2 separate regions of the Sus scrofa genome follow, and region 2 is linked to region 1. The links are chromatin contacts, called in public HiChIP or PLAC-seq maps. All regions are on one chromosome and are shown on one strand. Each heading gives the region's core, a stretch centred on a gene start, on an enhancer-like site or on the middle of the called end of the contact. The rest is flanking DNA. Distances are from core to core; before and after follow the strand shown. Region 1 holds the start of GOPC (Golgi-associated PDZ and coiled-coil motif-containing protein). Region 2 holds the start of ZUFSP (zinc finger with UFM1 specific peptidase domain).

The links. HiChIP or PLAC-seq counts read pairs in DNA pulled down with a chosen protein or histone mark.
Region 2: a contact with region 1 is called in an H3K27ac HiChIP or PLAC-seq map of skeletal muscle, with 5 times the contacts expected there. The contact joins the promoter of ZUFSP here to the promoter of GOPC in region 1. A contact is called at or near these places in 1 of 47 Hi-C or Micro-C datasets (heart right ventricle) and 1 of 2 datasets of contacts at active chromatin or transcription factors (skeletal muscle).

The regions. Positions count from the first base shown.
Region 1 is chr1:44,234,429-44,241,457 of Sscrofa11.1, forward strand. GOPC (Golgi-associated PDZ and coiled-coil motif-containing protein) reads left to right here and starts at 4,936. Exons shown (of 9, transcript XM_003121242.5): 1 at 4,936-5,466. The coding sequence starts at 5,179.
Region 2 is chr1:44,936,758-44,943,421 of Sscrofa11.1, forward strand. ZUFSP (zinc finger with UFM1 specific peptidase domain) reads left to right here and starts at 3,185. Exons shown (of 10, transcript NM_001243033.1): 1 at 3,185-3,565; 2 at 4,739-5,311. The coding sequence starts at 4,753. KPNA5 (importin subunit alpha-6) reads right to left here and starts at 4,462. Exons shown (of 14, transcript XM_001925212.7): 1 at 3,613-4,462. The coding sequence starts at 3,616.

The DNA.
Region 1 (7,029 bases), core at 3,686-6,185:
CAGATCTTTAACCCACTGAGCAAGGCCAGGGATCAAACCCACATCCTCATGGATGCTAGTAGGATTCATTACCACTGAACCAGAACAGGAACTCAGGTAAAATAATTCTTGAAGCCTAAATTATACTGGATTTATTAGTCAAACCAACCAGATCATTGTTAAATGAAACTTTCTCTTTAGATTGGGAAAAATATTCCTTGGATTTTAAAGGAATGTTTAAAATATTTTATAGATAGTCCTAATTCCTGAGCCAGTATAAAGATATGTTTAGTTATGCTCTCTGGCAGGTATCAAAGGCATGTCTTGAAAAGTGACTGTTTTTAGAATTTCCTGGGTAGGCTATTGTGATGTCTTAATTATTGAAATGATCACACAAATATTTCCAGTATTCCTACTATATTCCAGGTCCTATGTTAGGACCTGACCTTCAAAGATAAGCAAGATACCACTATTATTGCCAAGATATTCACAGTCCAAGGGGCTCCAAAAAATGTGTATGCTATATACATTTAGAATATTATAGCAGGTATTTGTAGTAAATTAAACAGGGATGGAGTCCACAGCTCCATGTTAGAAAAAAAGGAAGTCTTCTTGGAAGAGGTTTCTGAGCTAATCCTACATCACTGCACCAAAACTCTCAAGTTTTTAGAACAAGAAGATTGGAGTTCCCATTGTGAATCAGTGATTAAGAACACAACACAGGAACTGTGAGGATGCGTGTTCGATCCCTGGCCTCCCTCAGTGGGTTATGGATTTGGCATTGCCACAAGCTTCAGTATAGGCTGCAGATGCAGCTCAGATCTGGCATTGCTGTGACTGTAGTGTAGGCTGGCAGCTACAGCTCTGATTTGACCCCTAGCCTGCAAACTTCCATATTCTGCAGCTGCGGCTATAAAAAGAAAGAAAGAAAAAACGAACAAGAGGACAAATGGTTGTTCCATATGCGTATATAAGAGAAATGACCAGGAGAATGAGACTAATAAATCACTGTAGAATGCCCAAACTTCTTCAGCATGTGTATCACAGAACTTCAAATTGTTAGTAAATATGAGTAAATATAACACAAATAATATATATGAGTATGATACTCTAAGACTTTTCCCACATTGCTCAAGTAAAATGTAGTGGATTGTCCCTAGCTGGCTTTATTCATCATACAACTGTTTCTAGTGACCAATGGTATTCACTTAATACTTTTTCCTTTTCCTGGCAGGATCACTGGAGAGTTAATGAAACATGTGGGGCTTAATACAGGGCCTGGTAGTTTCCCTTTCCAGTCCAAGGGTTATCTTCCAAGTCCATTCACTACAGTGCCTTTACAATTAATGATGCACTAATAAATGTCTGAACTCTACCCTAACGTCACCACTAATTACCACTACCTACCAAAGAAATCCTTAGCATTGTCCTTTTTTTCCAGTTTCCTCAATCCTCATTGAATTCTTAGTAACACCTTATGGTAAAGCACTGTAAGGATAAGTTTCTAAAACAAGATTGTCACACTTAAGTTATATAAGAAATTTTTGAAGTTCCCTAGGGGCATAGCAGGTTAAGGATTTGGCAATATCACTGTAGCAGCCAGGTAGCTGCTGTGGCGTGAGTTTGATCCCTGGCCTGGGAACTTCTGCATGCTGTAGTCATGGTCAAAAATAAATACACACACACACACAGAATTTTTAGGGCCACACCTGTGGCATATGCAAGTTACCAGGCTAGGAATCAAATTGGAGCTACAACTGCTGGCCTATGCCACAGCCACAGCAATGCCAGATCTGAGCTACATCTGTGACCTACAGCGCAGATCATGGCAATACCAGATCCTTAACCCACTGAGTGGGGCTAGGGATTGAACCCAAATCCTCATGGATAATAGTTGGGTTTGTTTCCACTGTGCCACAATGGGAACCAAATAAATATTTTATTAAAGAAGAAATTTTTAATCACATAAATGATTCTTGAAACAATTATTAGGCGGTTTTGCCAATGCAATTTCAAATAGAAGTATCAATTTGTTTAATCTCTTTGAAAATAAGTCCCACAAACATTGAGTTTGCATAGTACTCCCAATGCTAAAGTAGATCGAGACAAGCAATACATGTAGATAGAGCACACTGACAACAGATGGCAGCACTAGAACATCAAACCCTGCTTTTCATGTCCATGTTAGGCTGGCACTTGCACAGATGTAAAGCCCCAATCAAGTTGGACAAAAGATGATGTCTACCTAGAAGGTGTCTCATGAGCATCTGAAATAGTCACATAGCACCAAGCAGCAAGCACATTAGGATGTGGAAGCTGCTACATAGAATGGTAATAAGGAGATGAAAATCTTCTGAAACACAGAGGGTATGACTTGGAATTGTAAAAATTGTACACAGAAATGGAGTTGGTTCTTCAATCCTGAAAATGGGGGTATTCACCAAGGATCAGAGCCCTGGGTACAAATAAACACTTAAAATGCATTTCAGTTACATGAAGTTGAATTTTTTTAAAAATTTTTTTGTCATTTTAGGGCCTCGCCCATAGCATATGGAGGTTCCTAGGCTAGGGTCAAATCGGAGGTGTAGCTGCTGGCCTACACCACAGTCAGAGCAATGCTGGATCCTTAACCCCCTGAATGAGGCCAGGGATCGAACCTACGGCCTCATGGATGCTAGTCAGATTCGTTTCCACTGAGCCATGGCAGGCACTCCAAATGTTTTTTTAAAGAAATGAAATTTATTTTCAATAGTAGTTCATATAAGCTAAAGAAAGTGGTAAGTAGGAGTTCCCGTCATGGCTCAGTGGTTAACAAATCCAACTAGGAACCATAAGGTTGCAGGTTCGATCCCTGGCCTTGCTCAGTGGGTTAAGGATCCAGTATTGCTGTGAGCTGTGGTGTAGGTTGAAGAAGCATTGCTGTGGCTGTGGTGTAGACCAATGGCTACAGCTCGGATTAGACCCCTAGCCTGGGAACCTCCATGTGCTGCAGGTTCAGCCCTAGAAAAAACCAAACAAAAAAAAAGAGAAAGTGGTAAGATATAGAAATGAATATTACAATTACTCTTTGGGATAATATTTCTCATATATTAACAGTTGTATATGGCTTATCACTGGGAAGAAATTTTTTTCGAAAAAAACTTGGGGACTGATTTGTCAATTCATTTCACAGGTAACTTATACATGAAGCAATGGATTTCCTCATCCTTCTATACTCCATGATTAACAGCTAGGATTTTGGAGGAAAAGACACCTAGATTGAAATCTCATCTCAGTGGATTTTTAGCTGTATAGCAAGCTAACAAGATACTTAAGTTCTCTATGATGCATCTATAAAAAGCTAACAACAGCTAGCTCACAGGATTTTGTAAGAGTCAAAGCAATAAAGCAAACAGCACAATGCCGAACACATAGTGTGTATTCAACAACTGAAAGCTATTGTTGTGATTTGGTACCTGGGCCCCTCAACCCCAACTTTATGTTTGTACTTTAAATTCCTGAAAATGGGACTGCTAACTATATTATGAATAGAGAAAGTGGCTGGAGACGTGGTAGCTGCAGTAGTGATGTTCTTGCAAATATTGCTGATAAAAATAAAGTTAATTTGGAAGGGAGCGGGGAAAGATGTAAATCTTAGTTTTATGTTAAATAGGCCCCTGTGAAAGGGTCTATTTAAGCTCTAGGCAAGGATCTCTGATTAGTTTTACTTAGCTGTTTGCTGAAGCCAAAGGACTTTATCGGGTGATATAGTAGAGTTTGCCGTGACCCAGAAAAAAACCCTAAAACTATGATTTCTTATTCCTCACCACATTGCCTTAGCGAAGGGCCTGCCCTGTGGAGAAAACTGGAAGAGTTTGGAGTGTGCTGGTAAAATATTCCCTTAGGCCATGACTCCTAGGAAAGAGAGTTCTTACCAGCCTACTCGCAGACTGGTTTCTCCTTTCCTTATCAAGACTGGGGGTTACTCTTGAAGTAGAGAGACAGTAGGTGAAATGGTAAAGAGCAGTTGCTCAATACTTTCAAAATTCAAATTAAAGTTGTAGCTAGGAGAGTTAGACCCAGTAGCCTATGAGCTCCGCTTAAGTGAGAGTCATGTCTCCATTCATTTTTGTGTCCCCAATGCCTCAATAGGACTCTGCATTCAATATATTTATGAATGCATGAATCTTTATAATTTTGTCTTATGTGTAGGAACACTGTACTACTTTTAAAAACAAGTACACCTTTTTAGGTAGTTGCTTGAAAAAGCATGACCTGTATAGTAATAAGGAACACCAAGTGCCAAGTACTGAAGCAAAACATTTTATCCTGTTCCTGAGTGAAGTAAATGCTGGAAACTGAGGCTTCGAGGTTAAAGAATACAACTATGATGGCACAGCTAGTATGTGATAGGGTTTAAAACTTGAATCCAAGGCCGCCTGCCTTTTAAGGACAAGACAAAAGGTCTTGTATTAATTCAGCAAAACCTGGTGAACCGTTGTCCTTCAATATGCAGTTCTAGGCAGTTTCCACCGGGAATTTAAGGCCTGGTTTATCTAGAAGAGCCAGTGTGTCCATCGACCCTACCCACCTCATCCTAATCAGGAACCGAACTGGAAAAGGGAAAACGTGGCCACTGCGCATGCTCAAATGGCCCTTCCTTACTCTTCCTTCCCTCCCCCGGTACGTCAAAGCAGCAACTTCCCAGACGATTTTAGAATGGGTCCCGCCCACTGTGAAGTCAAACGGGCAGAATCTCTTCCGCTTTGCTACGTGGACACTTCTCTTCCTCAGGCCTTTCCAACTTGGAAGCCAACATCACGAGCCTCTGTTTTTCGGGTATTCAAGCTAGAGTTTGCCAGTTGTCAATATGGCGGCTGACAGGCCGGTCCCAAGCAGAGGCTTTTCATAGGCCTACGTCGCATCCTAGCCCCGCCCACTTCGTCTCTCCCGGCTGCGTCCACCTTGGTCTTTTCTACGCATGCGCAGTGGGGGCGGGCCGGGAGGTGGGACTGCTGGAGTCTTCCGTGTGCGGTTGCCGCCGCCGCCTCAGCTTTGCTACTCCTGCCACTCCGGGCTGCGTTGCCGGCGTTAGCCGCGTGAGGGTAAGGGAGGGGACCGACGGAGCGTGTGTGCGCGGGGCTTCCTGCAGTCCCAGCAGTTCCTCTCGCGGGTGGACAGCGGGGTCAGCAGCAGTCGCGGGAGGCCCTAGACGGCGCCATGTCGGCTGGCGGCCCATGCCCGGCAGGAGCCGGTGGGGGCCCAGGGGGTGCCTCTTGTGCTGTGGGGGTCCCCCCTGGCGGGGTATCCATGTTCCGGTGGCTGGAGGTGCTGGAGAAGGAGTTCGACAAAGCCTTCGTGGATGTGGATCTGCTTCTGGGCGAGATTGACCCGGATCAGGCGGACATCACTTATGAGGGGAGGCAGAAAATGACCAGCCTGAGCTCCTGCTTCGCGCAGCTTTGCCACAAAGCCCAGACTGTGTCCCAAATCAACCACAAGCTAGAGGTGAGCAATGGGCTCTGGAGGGGTGGCATTCAGCTCCAGTCATCAGGTCCCGTTTAACGCACCAGTGAAACGACCCTAGAAAACTGCTAACCAGGGCACCTGGGCTTTCATATGTGACGGGGGAGTGCGTTGTGTGCAGGAAGCAGAGTGAAGTGAGATTAGAGTAGAAAAAGTTGTGTAGTTTGACGTGTAGGTCTTCCTGGGAGCCTGTCATCCACCTTCCTAGTATCTCTTTGAGGAGGAAACAGGAACTAAGTGTATCAGTCTACTTGTGCATATTACATTAACAAACCTAAGACTTGGGCTCAAAGATTCTCTATTGTAAGAACACTTTCGTACACCTTTTAACATTTGAGTTTTTGGATCTACTTTCACATTGATAAACTAGGATTGTATATCGCTAGCGGACACAGCCCTTATTTTTAGCTATTTCAGATCAATTTCTGTTGTTTCACACAGACTATTCCTTGTCTGCATGAACTGTTTAGGGGAATTTGATAAAAGCTTAGGAAATTTAGTAGGATAAACAAGATGGTATCAGTGTCCTTCTCACTTTACAGTTAGTTGGTCTTTAAATTACAAGCAGATTCAACCAGAGAGCCCTAGTTATTCGCATGACTTCTAACATTGAGGTTTTATATACTTTACCATATTTCCCTAAGTCTAGATTTATTTTTGAGTGTGTGAAGAATGACCATTTGATTTAGTCTCTTTCTAGTCTTGGGTGTGGGTAGAGTAGTGGTGGTGCAAAACAAAACTACCGTGTTTTGCAGAAAAGTAAATTAGTACATTACAATAATTAGAAATCAGGATGTATTAACACTGTTACATAAAGAGCATTGTCTAACTAGATAATTTAAATACAAGAATGCAGCTTTCATTTTAAAGTAGATAAAAATGGTATAATCAGTGATGTACAAAGCTCTTTGAACACTAGATTTCATAAGAAATCATCATTACTATCAGTTGTGATAATTGAGAGTGCCCATTGGATCCAAATCTATATGAATATCAGAAATACATCCTCTCCTTGCTTAGTGGTTAGCGTTCTTTTGCTTTCCTATCAGCTGTGAAAGAGGTGGTGTAATTTATCTTTGATTAGCACAGAATTGCATATGGGAGATTTCTTCTCCACTGCAAGGACGGTTAATTTCTTTCATCCTTTCTGAAGAGGTTGGAATGGAAGTGTTGATGCGAAGCTAATCACTTCTTATTCTAGGTATATGTAAATATCTCTTAATTTCTTGATTAGTGATAGTTTCTAGAAGATAGTAGTGAAATTGCATTGGATGGTCTTTAGAAATAGTTTGAATAACAGCAAGAGTGGCTTTGGCTACTCTTAATTTACAACTGAAAGTATCTACTGAAGATAAACAACTTTTAAAAAATGAGACAATATCTAACTAATTTTTCGAAAGAATTAAGGAAACTTTAAAGTGATTTTTTGTTGTCAGATATAAAACCCAATTTTGGAGAAAGGGTTGGTCTTTGAGCAGGAGCTGGTGCTGTATTTTTTCATCTTTACATTTTTTAAATGAGTATTCAGAGCTATAATAAAATTAT
Region 2 (6,664 bases), core at 1,935-4,434, 700 kb after region 1:
GCACTGGCTCGGGTTGCTGCTGAGCAACCCCTCATGAGTGGTGTGGGTTCAATCCCTGGCCCCAGAACTTGCACATGCTGTCAGCGTGGCCAAGAAAAAAAAAAAATTAAGGTAAACAAATGGAAGTTCTAACATTTTCTCCCCACATCTGACTGAATTACCTTGTGTCTCCCAACATACACAGCAGACACTAACCCTAAGACTATCTAGGCAATGACATTAAAATCTTTCAATGTAAATGTTAACCAAATAAAATCCAGCCCCCCCAAAACTTATATATCATTTGTTCCTTTTTTTTTATAGAACTTCTTGTTTCTGATTTAACATCTGTCTCCTCACTGCAGTTACTTTAACAGGAATACAAGAGCTCTCCTTTGGCAGAGGGTTAAGGATCCTGTGTTGTCACTGCTGTGGCTGGGGTTTGATGCCTGGCTTGGGAAGGTCCAGATGCCATGGGTGCGGCCAAAAATAAATAAAGGGAACGTAAAATCCAAGGAAAATGAACTTTAAGGGTGCCTTACCCAAGAGGATGTTTCAGTGGAAAATAGCTTAAACTAACCATATTTCAAAGGCTACTGTCTCATACAAATTATTTTAAATATAAGAAATGCCATTCAGACATTTTAAAGTTGTTAAATAGAGGAATTTTTTTCTAGTCATAAGCTTATTTATTTATTCAGCTCTTTGAAAAACTATGTTGAGGTTGGGCAAATAACTGGAATCTGATTACACATTTACATAATTTCTTGTCTTCATACAGCCTCCATTTATATGGGCTTTAGTGTCTATTAGTAAAACTACAAAATCAGTACAAAGGGGGCAGTGCACCAAACAGAGCCCCAAACAAACAGTACTTGAAGATCTAAAGAACAGGGTCATTTCTTGTTTACCAAAAGAGAAAGTCACTTCCCTACAAAACATAAACCACTTAGTGTTGTAATTAAGAGACACCAAATCAGAAGATACTTTATTAAAAAAGTGTTCAACAGACTTGTTGCCAAGGCAGAAATGGGGAGGGGATAGGATGCACTGGGTGTTTGGGGTTAGCAGATGCAAACTATTACATTTACAATAGATAAGCAATGAGGTCCTATTGTACAGCACAGGGAACTATATCTAACCTTGTGATAGAACATGATGGAAGATAATATAAGAATGTGTGTGTGTATGCATGTATGCCTGGGTCACTTTGATGTACAGCAGAAATTGTTAAATCATTGTTAAATCAACCATAATTTTAAAATAGTTAAGAACAAAAACAAAAAAATGTGTTCAAAAAGCCCAAGAGTAAATGCCAACGTCATATTCTTTTGAAGTATCACTATCCCATTTCACAGCTTTCAATTCATTTCATCTCTTATGCATTATCAAAGGGACACTATTAAATTTTCACTTTGGCAGTGAGCTGGCAGATATTACAGAAGCACCTAACCCACGCTTGCCGGCGTCAAAACTGAGCCTTTCGAGGCACCTGCGTCCAAGTGGAAGGCAACTTATGCAGGCAGAAGGTGCGATATGCAGGCCTATGGAACCCAATCTGCTTTATTCCGGACACCATAAAACTTCTAATAAGCTGCAGGAGAGATGGCCGAGTCCCAGGAGCGAGAGGTAACACTTAACAAGACCATGTACTGAAGAGGAGGAACTACCAGAAACAGTGAAGCAGGATGTTATCTCCTGCCTAAAGTTCTTTTTGAAGACCAGCCTGACTCTGGGAGAGTATATGTGCTCCCTGCGCCTCCCCGTCCTCAAGAGAGGCTGCCACGCCCCCGCCACCACTGTCTGCCACAGGAAATTGAGAAAACCCCAGCGTGGGCTGGTCCTGAACCCTATAAGTAAGGCTGTGGCTTCAAGACCCAATAGCTCCCAAAGCCTAAACTCACCCAATCTGGTCTGTGTCACTCCCACTTACTCATTAATGTGGCACTATCCAGCGCCGCAACTTCCCTGTCCTCGGCTTCGGCGTCTGCTGCGATATCAGTGGGTCCACCACTCCGCCCCTAGCGATGAGTATAGAGACCAGGCTCCCAACTCAAGATGGCGGCCACCTGCGCCCCTTACCCGAGACCCCAAGGGTCGTCTCCCAGAAACCCTTGCACGCGGCGGCGGCGGCCGCGGCGGTGGCTGCTGCACAGCCCAGCAGAGGGGCGGAGAGAAGCGCGCCCCAGCCCCACCCACCCAAGGAGGAGCCGGCGCCTGCGCGTGCTCAGCAATTTTAACCCCGCGGAGTTGCTGTGGCAGCAGTGTCCCACTGTCCCAGTCCTCTGTGCCCGCTCTCACTCTTTCATTCATTCATTCGTTCGTTGATTGAATAATTCATTCGTTCATTTTACAATGCAGTATTGATGGAGGGCCTAATCTATGCCAGGCATTGTTTTAGTATTAAAGGTAAAACGGTGTACACAACGGATAGAAGTCCTAAACTCATGGAGATTTGTAGAGCCTCCTCAGCTTCATTTGTTCTACCACTGCGCTCTGCTCATTTGTTTCAAGCTTTTCAGTTAGCCATGTGTTTAAATTTTTGGATTCTATAACATCTGTGGATTTTTTGACAAAAACATAGTCTGTGACATATGTAATGAGTAACTCCAGATAATGTACTCTAAATTATTTTAACACGTAAAGCCTTGTAATACACCCTGGGGTCGAACAAACAGTATTGAAAACAAATTGTTTTCCACGTGTAATGCTAGGCACATCATGTATTAGATATATAACACATGATTCTTTCTCTGAAGAAGCTCCTGTTGACCATCTCTTGCTCTTTTTCTCTCCCACCCCACCTCCCTTTTGTTCTATTTTCTGAGAAATTTTTTTGGATTATTTTACAGATTTCCACTGATTTTTTTTTTTAATTCTGCTATTGTATTTTTTAAATCTCAAGAGCTGTTTCTTATTTTTAAATTCAGGGATCAAGATAGTGTTAGCTTGTAGTCTTGCAGCAAGAACATACCTTAGGCATCCTCCATAGTTTGGAATTTGGCACATAGCATTACAAACTCTTTATTGATAATGTAATAAAACGTTACAGAGTCAGGCCCTAGATAGTGGGTATTGTGGATTCGTGTAATGCCCTAGGACCAGCCCTGGGAATTCATTCACAAAGATCTCAACCTTGCCAGGAAGATGCAAGAATGACTACGACTCCCAGAATGCACTACAACCCCAGATTAGCGTGGAGCGGTGCATCCTGGGAGTACATTCACTCGGGGAAGGAGAGGAAGAGCTTTTTTGAATATTTTTCTGGGAGTTGAAGTTGTTCGGAATCGCTGCTTCTCTTTTCGGCTATCCGTGAGTCTCTGGGTGTAGAGGGCTGCCTCAGTCTTTCAGGCCTGGAGAAGTAATCGACGCCGCGCACGCACCTTTCTGCCCCGGACCCAGACGGCCTCAGCATCAGAACCCGAAAAGGAAGCTAAGCACAGGGCAGGGTGGCTGCCGCCGTCTCTCCGAGCCACCAGGAACTGACCATCCCAGCCCTCGTTCCATAGGCCCACCCTTTGACCCATTTAGTATCTGGGCTGGTTTCAGGCCCTGGCCCGGGAGATTGACACGGATCTTTGAGCAGGTTCGGCTTTGTGGCATTCCGGCCCTTCCCACCTCCTCACCACTTACCCATCCCAGCACCTCTCTCTGGCCTCCGTACATCTCTCGTCCCCTCGTTCTGAGCTAAGTGTTGGGCAATTGAAGCGTGTTCTCTGTCCAGCGGTGCCCCAGCCACAAAAAAGAACCTTTCTGGGTGTGACGTTCTTTCCACTGAGGGTTTGAGAGAATTTCCTTCTAAAGTCGAGACTGTTTTCACTTGTATGAAGTGAAATTAGAAAAATAAGGACAATGTAGGGAGTTCTTACACAGTTAAATTTATTTAAATGATTGGGATAGTTTACTTGTTTTTATTTCCCGTTTGTTTTAAAATAATTTTTAGCTGAAAGATAATGTAGTGGAAAGGTTGTAGCGGGAACTGCTGCCTAAGAATTATTTCTTAGCGAAATCACCTTTTTTGTCGGTAGCCAGTACCTCAAAATGACTGCTGATTTAGTATAACTCATAGGCAGAACCTCAAAGAGATGAGATATCTTACCTAAAATTACGAAAGGTGAGATAATAATCCAGTTCTCTTGGCTCTGGAATCTACTCTGCTCACACTGATTTTATTCTTTGAGTTGAGAATACAGCGGGCCTGACTGGGTTAGCATTTTGGCTAACCATTTTCTGGAGGCAGTGAGGTACCTGAGCCAGGGTTTTCTCCTTGTAGAATGGTAATAATGGTACTTAAATTAGTTTGATATGTGTAAAGCTCTTTACCTTTTAACTGCTGTTATTAAGATTTATTTACTCAATTCCTTGTTTATAGCTTTAAAGTTTTGTATTTAGATATATCATTTGATAAAGTTCCTTCTCTTTCTTTGTTTTCTTATTTGGTTTGTCTTACCCAGGCAGTTTTATAAACGTTATTTTTTCTTTACCTCAGGCCAGACACACCTTTTGAAGTTTTGAAAAATTATCTAATTTGCATCATTATTGCCTTTGTTTTATTAAAACCATAAGCTTGAAACACAAGTTTTACTTGAAATTTTAGATGAAATTTAGATATAAATTCGTGTGTTCAAGGAACAGTAATTTCATCTAAATAACCCAGTTTTCAGTAACCAATATAGTTACTCCAAATCACTTTATAGAATGTATTTTCTTTTTCTTCGTCTCTTAATTTCTAACAAAATAATACTGTATTCTTTTTCAGTTTCCTGCTTTACCATGCTCTCTTGTGATATTTGTGGTGAAACAGTAACCTCAGAACCAGACATGAAGGCTCACCTAATTGTTCATATGGAAGATGATGTTATATGTCCATTTTGCAAATTGTCAGGTGTGAGTTATGATGAAATGTGTTTTCATATTGAAACTGCTCATTTTGAGCAAAATGAGCTAGAAAGAAACATTGAGAGGATTAATTCAGTACAGTACGGAACTTCTGACAACAGGACGGACAGCACCCTGCAGTGTAGAATGGAAGTTAATTCAAGTATTCATTCAGCTTGTGCGTCTAATCATCCGAAAATTTTAGCTCAAAGTCTGCCTAAGGAAGGATCTTTAAAACATAAAGGCTTTCATTCAGAGAATGTAACTGAATCCAGAAAATTTCTGAAAAGTAAGGAAAAACAGTCTGACCTAACCAAAATAAAAGGATCAATTTATGAAACAATGTATAGTCCTCCTGAATGCCCATTCTGTGGAAAAATAGAAGATTGTAGTCAAGATATGGAAACTCATGTGAAAACAAAGCATACCAACCTTTTAGATACTCCATTAGAAGGTAAAGTGTTTGTTTTATGTAATAAGCAGCAGTAGTCTCAACTTAATAGGTGGTGTCCCAAAAGTTGGTTTATACATCAGATGACTGCAAATGTATTTTTAATTTTCAGTTCATAGCATTGTTCATTTGCCTTTATTGGAATATGGAACTATAGTAATGGAAATTTTGATGCAAATTAAAAATGTTTCAGCTATATTGAAAGTAGTTTTAGAATCTTTCTGAGGAGAAATAGTCTCATAGTCCAGTTTCCAGAGGTATTCTTTTTTTATTTTTTTTATTTTTTTTAATACCAGCCCAGTGAACTGTCTGGGACCCTGATTTTCTGTTATTGAGTTCTAGTTTGAGTCTGTTATGGCCAGAGAACACACTCTGATGAAAATTCTTTTGAGTTTGTTGAAACTTGTTTTATGGCCTAAGATATGGTATATTGTCTATCTTAGTATATGTTCCATACACTTGGGGGGAAAATGTGTATTCTGCTATTGTTGGGTTGAGTGTTCTATATTCGTCGATTAGAGTATGTTGTTGATTATGTTCAGATCTTTCATGTCCTTGTTGCTTTCATGTTCGGGAGTCCTACCAGTTTTTGAAAGGGGTTGAAGTTCCCAATTGTAATTGTATAATTGTCTGTTTTTCCTTTCAGCTATATCAGGATTTGTTTCATGTATTTTGAGTCTCTTTTGTTGGTGCATACACATTTAGAATCATGTCTCTCTTAACTGTTAAGTTTTAAGAGTAATTTATATATTTTGAATGCAAATCCTTTAGCAGATGTGTTTTGCAAATATTTCCTCTTGGTCTGGGGCTTGTCTTTTCATTCTCTTAACAGTGTCACAGAACAAGTTTTGCTTTTAATGAAGTTCACCTTATTTGATTTTCTGTAATGGGTTGTGCTTTTGGTGTTGTATCAAAACTCTTTGCCAAACCCAAGGTCATTAATAGTTTTGAATTTTACACTTACATCTGATTCATTTGAGTTAATTTTTACAAAAGGTTAAGGAGAGTGCATAGATTACTTTTTATTTAAATTTAATAAATTACATTTTTTAGAGCAGTCTCAAGTTCACAGCAAAATTGAGTAGAACGTACAGAGGATACCCATGTACCCCCTGTTGTCCCCATATTCTCAAAACCTCCTCCACTATTCAATAGCTCATACTAAGTGATATACTTGTTAAAATCAATGAATCCACACTGACACATAGATATCACTCAAAGTCCTAAATTTACTTCAGGTTTCAGTCTCTCGTGTGTGTATTCTACAGGTTTTAACAAATACGTAGTGACATGAACGCACCATTTTGTAGCATACAGAATAGCTTCACTGCCCTAAAAATTCTATGTTCCACTTAG